2 separate regions of the Bombyx mori genome follow, and region 1 is linked to region 2. Evidence: chromatin contacts called from public Hi-C data. All regions are on one chromosome and are shown on one strand. The core of a region is the stretch at or near the end of the contact, and the rest is flanking DNA. Distances in the headings are between cores, read along the strand shown.

Region 1 (6,298 bases), core at 2,678-5,177, 220 kb before region 2:
TACATTGTGGCTCATAGAAATCTAAATAACGATTTAAAACTATGAAATATTTATTTAATTAATTGAACATTTGGGATTACACTACCCGCCTTCGAATTAGATTTTCTCATTTTTATTTAGGTACGACTAGAGTGCGACATTCCTGGACACTCTAAAATGAACTGCCTTCTACGTCATTTCTGGAGTTCTACGACATGCCATCTTTCGAACGAAGCTCAAAGTCTTCTTTCCATTGTTGGGGAATACAAAACACACACACACACAAAACACTATTACAATTTCAAATAAAATGTATAAGAAAGTAACTACATTTTACTTTATTAAGTATGGTACTTACTGCGTTTTGGCAAAATCGGTCCACATCTTTGTTAATCTCTTACTGATTAAGAAGTCCTCGTCATTGACCTTTTCGTTAATCAAGCTCGGCATATATATGATATAAGCCGTATCGTCACCGTGTGCAGCTCCTTGTAGCTTTAAATCAAACAGTATTTTTAAGAAATTCATATTTCCGTAATAAGCGAAATTATAAAGATACAATTGTACACCATTTTGAAGCATTAACTTAGAGCTTGTCAAAATTCCACTGGTAAAGTCATAATCGCTGAAAAAATCGATGGCACTATCATCTCCTGAATATAGATCACGCAATTTTTCGTTTAGGTTTTTTGCGTCTGTTTCGTTCAGGGGATAGGCCCAGAAGTCAAGGAAGTTCTTCTTCTGCCGAATTTCTACCAGATCCGATGGTTTTTCGCCGGCAGTTAAGTAGCCTTCGAATTCACAAAATCCTCTGATCACCGGTACCTTGTTAAATTTTCCTTCTTTTAATATCTGGTAAGGATATTCAGTTAGAAAAGCGTCTCCATTGCCGAAGTCCTTTTCAACGGATGGTACAAAACCAAATTTTGTTCCCTTGAAATTCGAGGATTTTGAATATTTTAATACCACGTCACTCAGTTCTTCGAATGATTTACCAAATATAAAGTTGTAAATGGCCCTGTGGTCTCCTTTAGTTTCATTATATCCAAGGTCGTTTGCCATTTTGAATCCAAGTTCTTTGATGTCATATTCAATGGCCCAGTGATTGAGACTGGATCCAGATTGTAATATTGCCTGTTGAAATAATCCTCTAGACGAAGGTGACAATTGTAAATATTCAACTGACGCAGATCCGGCGCTTATTCCAAATATTGTTACGCTGTCTTTATTACCACAAAATTGTTGAATGTTTTCTTGGACCCACTTAAGAGCCATCACTTGATCCTTCAGTCCCATGTTACCAGCAGCTTCCGGTATATCTAAAGATAAAAATCCGAAAGCCCCTAGTCTATAGTTTATAAATACAACGACAACATCATGTTCAATAAGAAAGTCTGGTCCGTTTTCTGTCTTAATTATCCCATTTCCCAAGACAAAACCTCCTCCGTGTATGGACACCATGGTTGGAAGAAGTTTATCACAAGATGGCAGTTTTGGTGTAAAAACATTGAGATACAGACAATCTTCACTACCTCTTGAAGCGTTGAGGAAAATATCGAATTGAAAACAAACATTATTCGGATTTACTGAAGTAGCATCTCTTTCGTGTTCCCAAGACTCTGGTGGTTGTGGACTCTGAAATGTATTCGAATTAATTTCATTCATATGAGCTCATGAAATGCACACGTACAAATACTTAAATTTAATTTAATAAAAAAATTGTAGGGTTTTATTTAGTTAGTTAGTTTTAAGGTTTTTGTTTTGGTACCCCAACGAATTTAATTATACGAGAATTGGGAACGTAAGAATTCAGAGTAATAACCGAAAATTAATTTCGATGTATGTAATATTTTACAATATATTCCGTTTTAGTATTATATTTATCATAAAATACCATGTATCATGTCGTTAGTTGAAAATATTGTTCTATCCAAGCCACCTTATCGACAATTTGAACAATGTGAATTCCTGAAACATCATTTAGAAATTTCAATTGTGCTTTTAGTGAGCTATCCTCTCTTTCAAGCCGGAGAACATGACTGCGTCGTGGCAGCATGGGCAATATGGTGGTATCTATTTACGTACTTACGAGAAGCTGTACTACCAATCTACAATTGCTACACTCATTTGCTTTTGTTGCATGTATTGTTGCGATGGCATCGAACTTTTTTGTTGTATTCTAATAAGTCTTATTTATTTATGGAACCTTTTAAATAAGAAACAAAATATATTAAAAGAAACCGGACAATGCATAAATTTAAAATTTTAAAAAACGCAACGAAACGAAAATGAATAAAACAGTCATAACGAGCAAGGACTATTCACGTTGCCAAAATTCTGTCAAATTAATCTTCTATTACAATGCTGCAATTGTCTAATTACATAGTATGTGAATGGCTAATTTGATATCTTTTTTTGAAATCCAAACCTGTTGGGATTTTTTTCAAATCTTTACCTGTTTCAAAAACCATTTGCATTTTGTTCGCTCAATGTCATTCGTACTTAAAATTTTAAAAGAGAAAGGGAATTTATTATGTTTCTGTATACGTACCTAGATACTTTTAAATAGAGACATATACATATATACATTAAACAGTCAAACAGAGAGTAAACAAGCTTATTCATCGCACGAATGGTTACCCAATATGGGAATCAAACCTAAAACCCTTAGCCAACAGTCAGAGATGCTTACTACTGCACCACCGAGTCAGTTAATTCTAAAATTATACAGGGATGTTGCCATATCTCCGCCTCTCTCATCTTCAAACGTCACTAGCCTTCGAATACCGATGACCTGGACAAAGTGGTTGGGACTGGATGAGAAAGGCAAGAGATCGAAGAGAATAGGGTGCATTCGAAGAGACCTACACTCAGCATTGGGTGGACACGGGTTGAAGAAGAGAGCCTTCGAATACCATTCTGACTCAGATCGCTTAGTATACCTAACAACTTTCATCATATACATATGGTGGAAGATCGAATTCAAGCTTGCAGGGGTAGGTGCCACTACTCTGTCTATTTCTGTCGCGAAGCAGTCATCCACTGCGTATGCAACTTATAGTATAGACACAATGCGCTGAGTTTCTCGCCGGATCTTCTGTAGGTCGTGATTTCGAAACACTGCTCTTGCTAGGGCTGGTTTTAACAAGGGCTATCAGCAGTTAGTTAGGAATAAAATTTAGAAGTGTCGGAGCAGGTTTTATCCTATATGATTGCGATTTAGATTTCTGTCTAACGGCAACATTGTTCTATCTATAGGTTCAGGTAACCACTTAATACCTGATAGGCCGTGAGTTCATCTATATAATACAAAAATATGCGCACTATCTCAATCTAAGCTGGCTTATTTTAAGATATAAAAGTAACTACTTGTTTAACGTTTGTTATACTCGTAATCTCTACTATGAGACTACGGTTTTAAAATTTTCGTTATTTTGATGGTGATTTTACTGAACGCCAATATTTAGCGTCAAGTGTCCAAATACTTATCGTTACAGCAAGCTGAAATTTCCAATGCATGCTTCGCTTTTGGAAATTGTTGCAATATCATCTATTAAGTATTATGTATGTAATACATTTCTTGATAAAGACGAAGATGATGATATTATGAGCTCATCTTTAATTATTAATTGAGAACGCTGTGGATGAGAACGAGTGAGAATGTTTGTGATAACAGCGTACTTTCTATTGATAAAAGCTTCATATCTGTGACCTTTGGAAAAATTGTATATATTGAAAACAAAATTTTTGGGACTCACCTTGAACCTAAATTCGCCAATGGGGGCTTTTGCATATGGTATTTGTAAGAACTCATAGTATTCATAGCCCGAATAAGTTTTGGTCTTACTCCCGACTAGAGTGCCATGTTTCACAGTCACTCGGGGTGACTCTCCGAAAACAGAGAGCACTTGCACACATATAATAATCGCAAATAACATTGCCTTGTCCGATAAAGGCGGCAACACAACTGATTCGGTGAACTTAATTCAGCTGCACACAACAAAGCATTTATATGTACTTGTATTTATATGGTATCTATATGGTAATTACGCGCTGTCACTGTCTGCTACTGAACTACCTTTTTGTTTGCGAATAAGTATTCCTTGTTAATAATATGTTGAATATTGAAAGAGTTAACTATTGCATGCAAGTTTTGAAGTGAAACTTCCTTATCGGCGTTGGAAAAAAATTTACCGTCACGTTTTTCGGTTACGCGTCACATTTTTCCGTTACGCGCCATCTGTTTTGTATTCATGTCTATGATAATAAAATCCTTTTGTTTAAACTTTATCTAATTTAACTTTTTTGTATTCATGTCTATGATAATAAAATCCTTTTGTTTAAACTTTATCTAATTTAACTTTATTTAACCAATTTCTAGAAAGTTGCATGTAGATCATTTTTCGAAAAATAAGGCCATAAATAAGTTTCACTTCTTACGTGTGTACACTAGTACACGCACACATTTTTTGAAGTGAAACTTCCTTATCGGCGTTGGAAAAAAATTTACCGTCACGTTTTTCGGTTACGCGTCACATTTTTCCGTTACGCGCCATCTGTTTTGTATTCATGTCTATGATAATAAAATCCTTTTGTTTAAACTTTATCTAATTTAACTTTTTTGTATTCATGTCTATGATAATAAAATCCTTTTGTTTAAACTTTATCTAATTTAACTTTATTTAACCAATTTCTAGAAAGTTGCATGTAGATCATTTTTCGAAAAATAAGGCCATAAATAAGTTTCACTTCTTACGTGTGTACACTAGTACACGCACACATTTTTTTTATATAGTAACGTGTTATGAAACGTGATTATTGTCCTTTGAATGACGGCAATAATTAAAAAGGCAGAGCCAAAACTTCTCACTTCGTGACGAATGATGTAGGCAAGATTTTATTTTGTTTATTGCTTATTTGTTTGAACTAGCTTATGGCCTACTTCTGTTGAGCTGTCACCCGAACTCATAGACATAATTAGGGGAATACTGCCCGTCACCTTGAGTCATGAGATTTAAATCTGAATTGTATTGTAACGGCTGTAACATATTTCAAACAACGCATTACTGCTTGCCAATATAGAAATAGGCAGGGCGGTGGTACGTACATATGCGAGGTCACAAGTCGCCCTACCTAGAAATATACATAAATAAGTAGGCATTATTTTTTATTTTAGATTGCGAGATGAAGCGTTGAAAATGTGTTCTAGCAATTTGATCAGCACAGACATATGAAAATAAAAATAAATTGTGGTCACTATCTAGCTAGTCTAACTAGTAGCTTTTTCGGTTTGGATCCGGAGTGCTCAACACGCAGTTCGGTTCACTGCACTTAACTCATTGAACTCAATGATGGAACTCATTATCTCCGTTGAATTTATATCACTGTAATAATTTAGTGAGGTGGAATCTACAAAGCCGTGGATTCATTTCATAAAGAGGAATATCTCATTGCTGAGCGATATCTTACAGGCAAACTTAGAGTGGAAAGTGTTTCTTTATTTGAAATTCATTGTTCTGACATACAGTCTTCAAGAATTTGGCGCTGCTCACAATATTTATTCTTAATATTACGCAATACTCTTGTACGACAGAAATATAATCGTAACATAACAATATCTTCTTCAATTCAAACCAATAACAAAATTAATATCAAAACAGGAATTTTATTTTATACTAGCGGCCCGCTCCGTCTCCGCTCGGGTCTTTAACAAAAATTTCAACGATATTTGACGTTGTTTTATTTTTTTAAATAAAAGAACACTTATTGCGACGTAACTATAATAGTTAGACATATGCTGTCTTAAAACTTTTTGTAAATAATAATGTGTTCTACAAAGTCGTAGTACATTATTTTATTCTATCATCAATAGTTTTCGCAGGGTACGCGATGTAAAGAATATTTTAGGTAATTGTTTTACACCTTAGGTTACATTATTGGAGTTTTAGTAAGGATCTCTAATTTTTTTTTAAAAAGTCTATGTCACTCGGGAATAGTGTAGCTTCCAAACAGCGAAAGAATTTTTCAAATCGGTTCAGTAGTTTCGGAGTCTATTCAATACAAACAAAAAAAACAAATCTTTCCTCTTTATAATATTAGTATAGATTAAATTCGTACTTACTTCTGGGCTATGAAATATAATATGAAGATATTGATATTTTGAAATATGTATATATTTTTAAATAACGGAATATCGCGAAAAATAAAATATTAACTTTGATGTGCGTTATAATTGGTATTGAAATGAAAATGTCCGAAATAGTTTAAAAATGCACCGTTGACAGAAAAGTGAAACTTCGCTTGGTGAATCTAGTATGAC
Region 2 (6,475 bases), core at 2,937-5,436:
GACCCACTGAGAATATCCGGCGAGAAACCCAGTGGGCTGTGTCTATCCTATATGGGTTAATTTACTCGTCGGCCCTTCGTCGCAAGCGCCGGGTTCGGCGAGGACGGTGACCGGTGCTTGAGGTACCTAAAAGCACTGTTAATTGATCGGGAGGATCCGTAATGGCGTCTTTTGGGCGACGTCGACCGGATCCTTCTGATCCACTATCTGTGCTTTTAAGCTCACCATGGACCGATCGCCGTTCTCGTCGAACTCGTCAAATGCGACGTGAAGAACACACCCACTGAATTTCCCGCCGGATCTTCTCAGTGGGTCGCACTGCTCTGCTCTTGCTAGGGCTAATTCTCTCAATTAGAGCCCCGTGAGGTCACCTACCCGTCCTCGCGAAGTTGGAATAGCCTCTTAGGCTATCAAAGATTACGTAGGACAAACATTTTTTTTCTAAAGTAGCATGAGTTTACCACTTTACTGGTGCTAATACTAAGACATCGTGTCTAAAGGGTCGGTGACAGCATTCACAGTGTGAGCTGCGAGAACCATTTAAAACAGGTGGGCTGAATTCATTGGACCGGCTATGCAATAAAATTCAGATAGAAACAAATTTTGCCAATGAGAAAACATATTGAATGCGTCACATGCAAAAACCCATATGTGCTCTATTTATGCTCTCTGACTACCCTCAAGATTAAAAAATTCAACTCAGTACTAACAAAACTTAATAATTGCACAAAATAAACACTGAGTGATCTAATATGGTGTTCTTTTCTTCTTTAGTATAGTGAATTGTGACCGCACGACCATCATCGTCATAAGGTATCCGTTATTCCAATGCACTATTTTTTAAATATTATGTCTCAAAACAGACGACACAGACTATGAAATCATTTAAAAAATAATTACTATTGCAACAGTAATGTAAAAATAATGACAATGATTAAATCGACAACGTTTATTTATTGCCTGTGCATTCTTAAGCCGATTATGACGTATGTCATTTTATAGTTGTTATTGGTATTTCGGGGAAAAAGATGGAACAAAAGAACGACAACAACAAGAAACAAAAGATGGCGCCCGAGGAATTTTAATAATGTGATGTTTTTATACAATTAATTATTAATCAAAACTTAACGAGACCGATCTTCACTAATCTTTGATAATACATACAAATAATGTCATCCCGATCTAAAATCAATAATAAAATCATTTTATATTATAGTACATCCTAACTTCCACGAGCTGCTAGGCCCGATATGTACACGAAACCCAATAAATAATTTATCGGAAAGGTTTATAGAGTCCACAGAACTTTTAATTGGAGTACGCTTCGTTTGGTGTGAAGCCAAACCTTTGATTTATAGTTTCGTAATAAAATAACGACATTAACATGCAAACCGTGTCTTGTTTGCGTGTTTTAAACTCCTTACTCAAGCAATTAAAAAAACACTCTGAATTATTTTCTTTTTCTGACACCTACTTAATTAAAACGACAAAATGTATCACCAGAGATATAAGATTTAATGTACACGCAACTTTTTCAGATTAAAATACACATTTAAAATTGGATATACCTACATACATGTAATCCTACATTTTTAATGCAAGCAAATTTGGTTCAGCGTCCTTGTTCTATTGAATTAACAGATTTACGTACAGTGTGGAACAATAAAATGAAAATATGTAGTTAGTATTCCAATATCCAACACTATTATATAAGCTCTGAAAAATAATATATCTAAGATCTAGAAAAAAGTGACTTAAAAAAAACATTGGGTTTCCCGCCACAAATTACACGCTATATGTACATAGATTCTCATTAACGAAAACTAAATTGATAGTATTTAGTATTTATGAATCGATAAACACAAAACAATTATTTAAATATAATCAGTACGCTTTTGTCATTGACAGCAATAAATTTAAAATATTTCATACAGAATACACATAACCAATTCATAATATATTCTATTTCCAAAATAACGAGTATAAACCTAAAATATTTCATCTTAAGAACACCTTTTAACACGTATTTTATCATCATGATAAAATTGCGTGCAAGACGTTCGTATAAAGCGAAATATTTTTTATTTGTATTTTTTTCTTTCCTGCGAACGATCGAACCGGCACACGTGCACATCATCCGCTGAGATCGTGACCTGAAACTAAGCGAGCCTTATACCTGTAATGTAAAATAAATAAATTACGTATCCGCCTAACGCATACCAAGCTTAACAATTTTACCAGACGATGACTGTTTTTTTTTTTGATAACGCCATCTTGTTGTCTTTAAAGCGGTCAGTTGCCCTCAATTAAAAAAAATTATTATTATTCGCCAATAGATGTCGGGAAGAGTTGATTATTGAAAACACGAATAAAACAACATTTTCTGAAAATAAATCGTAGCTAGATCGATTTATCGCCCCCGAAATCCCCTGTATACTAAATTTTATGAAAATCGTTGGAGCCGTTTCCGAGATTCAGATTATATACGTATATATTAATATACAAGAATTGCTCGTTAAAAGGTATTAAAGGTATAAGATAAGCTATTTTGTTTCTTGAGATATTAAAAATAATGTTCAAGTCTAAGATTCGTGACCGATACTTAAGAAAACTGTTCAAAAATGTCGATTACGTTTACCGATCGCAATATCGATATCACCGAAATAACAGTTCAATTGAAGGGCAGTCAAAGACATATTGTTTTGCAAAGAAATAAAAATACACAAATTTATTTATGAAACGTCGTACAAACATTATCAGTGACGGTGAGTAAGCGCTGCTTCGTAAAGGCAGGTACTAATTTTTCGACCCGAACCAATCCCACGATGAAAGATCCCAATATTTAGTACTAATATCTGCCAACATTATAAATTCACGTTACTTGTAATAATTACGATACATATTAAAAGGCTGTACCAATATTATTACATACTGTAAAAAAATTATCACAAACCAACCGCATGTACATGGGTGTGCGACAGATATTATGCGATTGGGTGATCAGCTTATAATGTTCATGTGGATGACGGGATCTAGGTTGAGATGTCTGCTCGGTAATTCCTCAACAGCAGGTAGAGTTTTGAGCTCGTCTGCCAAACGGCATTAATAAAATAAAAGATACAAAACATAATGCAGGGACAACACATAGCACAATTATGGCCTTGCAAACCATTATGCACGCAGCGATTCTACTTGTTTTTTTTTTTAAAATAGATTGATCATCGGAGTAACGGACCACTTGGTGTTAAGATAAATCGATTCCCTCGCCCACCTTCGTACATGATGTACAAATCACAATAAAATCTATCCTTAATTCCGTTCAGAAAACGCTCTGGCGGTACCTAAATAAATACATAATTATATATTTATATGACCAAAGGTACAGAAAAGGTACAGTTACAGTTACAGAAAAACAATACAATTTTCCATTAGGCTTAAGGACTCTAGAAGATGTACAGCCTATTCGCCAATTCTCAAGAAGACAGCAGGGTGCCTCACCTTTGGACTGACAGGCGCTCACTGGGCAGACAGAAAAAAATAATTGCGTATTCGCTCAGCTATCAAAAAGCAGAACGGATAGGGAGATTTGTCTACTGCCGCCCTACCGAGGAACTCTACCGAGATTACTGAACCGAGGCCTTAGTCAGGACATTGTATATCTCCGACGACCTTTCAAAATCAGTCGGAAATAATTACGTTGGAAGCACGTTGCATTGCATTCACTTTATGATTTGGCCCTTTTTTCACGTAACAATTTAACACAAAGTGAGCGGTGAGCTCGATGTCTGTAACTAGGAAGAATTTGAGAGAGAGATCCTTATCAAATCTCTAGTGAGATTAGATGTGTCTTAATACGTGTAATTCCGAATAATTTAAGTAAATACATTTAATATAACTGTATTTTAACTAAATTAATTTTGATTTTATTATTAATAAAACTTTTGTTATTAATGAACTAACATTGAAGCTTTATTATCTATTAAGGTAAATTAAAGTTATTTTTATTGTCTATTTAAATATCTCATTGCATGTTATGTGGACTGCAATGGACATCTATTGACAAAAAATAGCCGTTGCTCATTCGTTGAAAGCCTGTGCTACAAGTTTCACTACCCAACAACAGATGGCAGAAAACAGCTACTAAAATATTTCTTATATGGCAACATTCCTCTATAAAACTCGACGCCATGATGCAAAATCCTCTCATTTGATTGGTCCGTGAAAACGAAGCTCAATGGCGTGCTCTGAATCCGCCATTTTACCGGCAACTGCTTGTGCCGGTTCACCCGTGAAAATTAAATACTGCATCGAGCCGCATTGCGGCCATCAATTGCTAATATTTAAAGGTAATCTTTTAATTCTCTCGTTTTGCTAGACTATGATGCATTTCAATTTGTATTTGCACTAGGTATCTCCACGATAAATTATATATTAATCGTGGTCGTTTTTTCGGTGCTATAACAGAAAGCTCACCCATTCGAAAGCACAAAATCCTTTCTGCTTTCGTCAGTTACGAGCCCTACATTTTAATTCCACACCTCTGTTTCAGTTGCTTAATTATTTGAAAAGATAAATTAACTAACCTAACCCGATTTATTTTCAGGGATAGGTTAAAATAAGATCACGATGTATCTCTACAATTTAACACTGCAAGGTTCATCTGCCATAACACATGCCGTACATGGAAATTTCTCTGGAACTAAGCAACAGGAGATTATTATATCACGTGGCAAAACACTTGAATTGTTACGGCCAGATCCGAACACGGGAAAGGTCCACACATTAATGAAAATTGAAATATTTGGTGTAGTTCGGTCTATTATGGCTTTTCGTCTAACCGGAGGAACAAAAGGTAAGTAAACTTTGGCCATGTGACCATGTGGTCCATTGAACTGTGTAGCTTATCTCTTTTAAATTATCTTAATCCCAGAATTTCCTCTCAAATCCAATATTTTTACATTATATAAGATCGAAAATAACACTGCATCATCTTGCTCCATGTTTTTTATAACACAAAGAACATGGGATAACTAGATGCACAAAATATGGCCAAAGCGTCGCTCCTTGCATTTTCTCAATGTTGGGATGTACCGCAATGGAACAAACTAATCCTAACAGATAATGTGAACTTTTATGACTCTTGACTTTGTAGCATGCTTAACATGATAGATTATTGCACACATTATAAACGCAAAAATAACCTAAATCTCCAAAGTTATACCTAACCCTGAACTTACGAACAATAGAACACAACATTAAAATATAGAATTTTCTGCAGATTACATTGTGGTTGGTTCTGATTCTGGACGTATCATCATTTTGGAGTACATCCCAACTAAGAACATTTTGGAGAAAGTCCATCAAGAAACATTTGGTAAATCTGGCTGTAGGAGAATAGTTCCTGGTCAATATCTATCAATTGATCCTAAAGGAAGAGCTGTTATGATTGGTATGGACTTTTTCATAATACCTACCTCTTGAATCAATTTTAGTTTTGGGTTCCAAAAGAGTAGTTTTGGAATGCTGCAACTAAAAATTACAATTAACCTTTAGCACTGCTACAAAGCCATAAGACTTTCTTCTCGTCTCGAAAATCTGCCAGAGTTGCTGATATTCAGTGGTACAAAACGTGGAGTATTAAATTCTAATGCCCGTATCTTTAGACGTTTCGTCAAATAGTCCTCTTAACTCATCCGATGATGCTCGAGCATTCCTCCCAAACTTACTCGAGTTTGGTATTTTTAGTCGACCATTACAATATTCATCAACTGTCCTCGAGTGAGGTAATAATGATTAAAATTTGATCAAGCTTGACTTTATTTATTAGGTAGTAAGCAAAATATGACTCTTATGTAGGTAAATAAGGAGTTTCAAATATCTAACCACTAGTCTAAACAAGAGTCTAACCTCGAACTATTTACTTTATTAATAAAAATTATCAAAATATGTGCGAATCATGCACAGATCCAGGCCATTGCACAACAATATCATATATTTCCATTTGCGGTCCACATACTATTTGGAAATTGATAGAAAACCAGTCTTGAGGAACGTTCATGGTACGTCGCGACGTACCTTGACTTGACAGTTCGCTTACTTCACTCCGATTAGGAAAATTTTCCAAGGACGTTTGAGTGGAGTTTATTTTTACGACTAAGCATACCAAAACGCGCGTTGGAGGTTGAGTCGAGTCAAGCTCGTGTAAACGACTAAAGATACGGGTGTAAGATTTGTTTTCTCTGATTTTGGTTTATTGAAGGGAAACTAGTATAAGTTTACTTAAGCACTGTTTGTGCATACAATTTCAATTGGACCTTTTGTAATTTAATTTGTTTGTACCTTTTAATGTATACTGTAAATTTTTATTGGCATTTATGGTGATGTGAACCAATAAACTGGAAAATATAATTATTAAGATAAGTAATAATGGGACTCTAGTTATGCCACACATGTGATGCATTGATTTGAGACCAAA

The links. Hi-C and Micro-C count contacts between places; a contact is called where the count stands out from the background.
Region 1: a Hi-C map of posterior silk gland shows a contact between it and region 2, with 4 times the contacts expected there. The contact joins the promoter of ae13 here to the promoter of LOC101738508 in region 2. A contact is called at or near these places in 7 of 7 Hi-C or Micro-C datasets (middle silk gland, midgut, posterior silk gland and 2 more).

Annotation. Positions count from the first base shown.
Region 1 is chr11:15,033,299-15,039,596 of ASM3026992v2, reverse strand. ae13 (alpha-esterase 13) reads right to left here and starts at 3,927. Exons shown (of 3, transcript NM_001046709.2): 1 at 3,738-3,927; 2 at 338-1,614. The coding sequence starts at 3,917.
Region 2 is chr11:14,816,062-14,822,536 of ASM3026992v2, reverse strand. It overlaps LOC101738508 (splicing factor 3B subunit 3), which reads left to right and starts at 4,186. Exons shown (of 17, transcript XM_004933578.5): 1 at 4,186-4,346; 2 at 4,604-4,852; 3 at 5,279-5,449. The coding sequence starts at 4,627.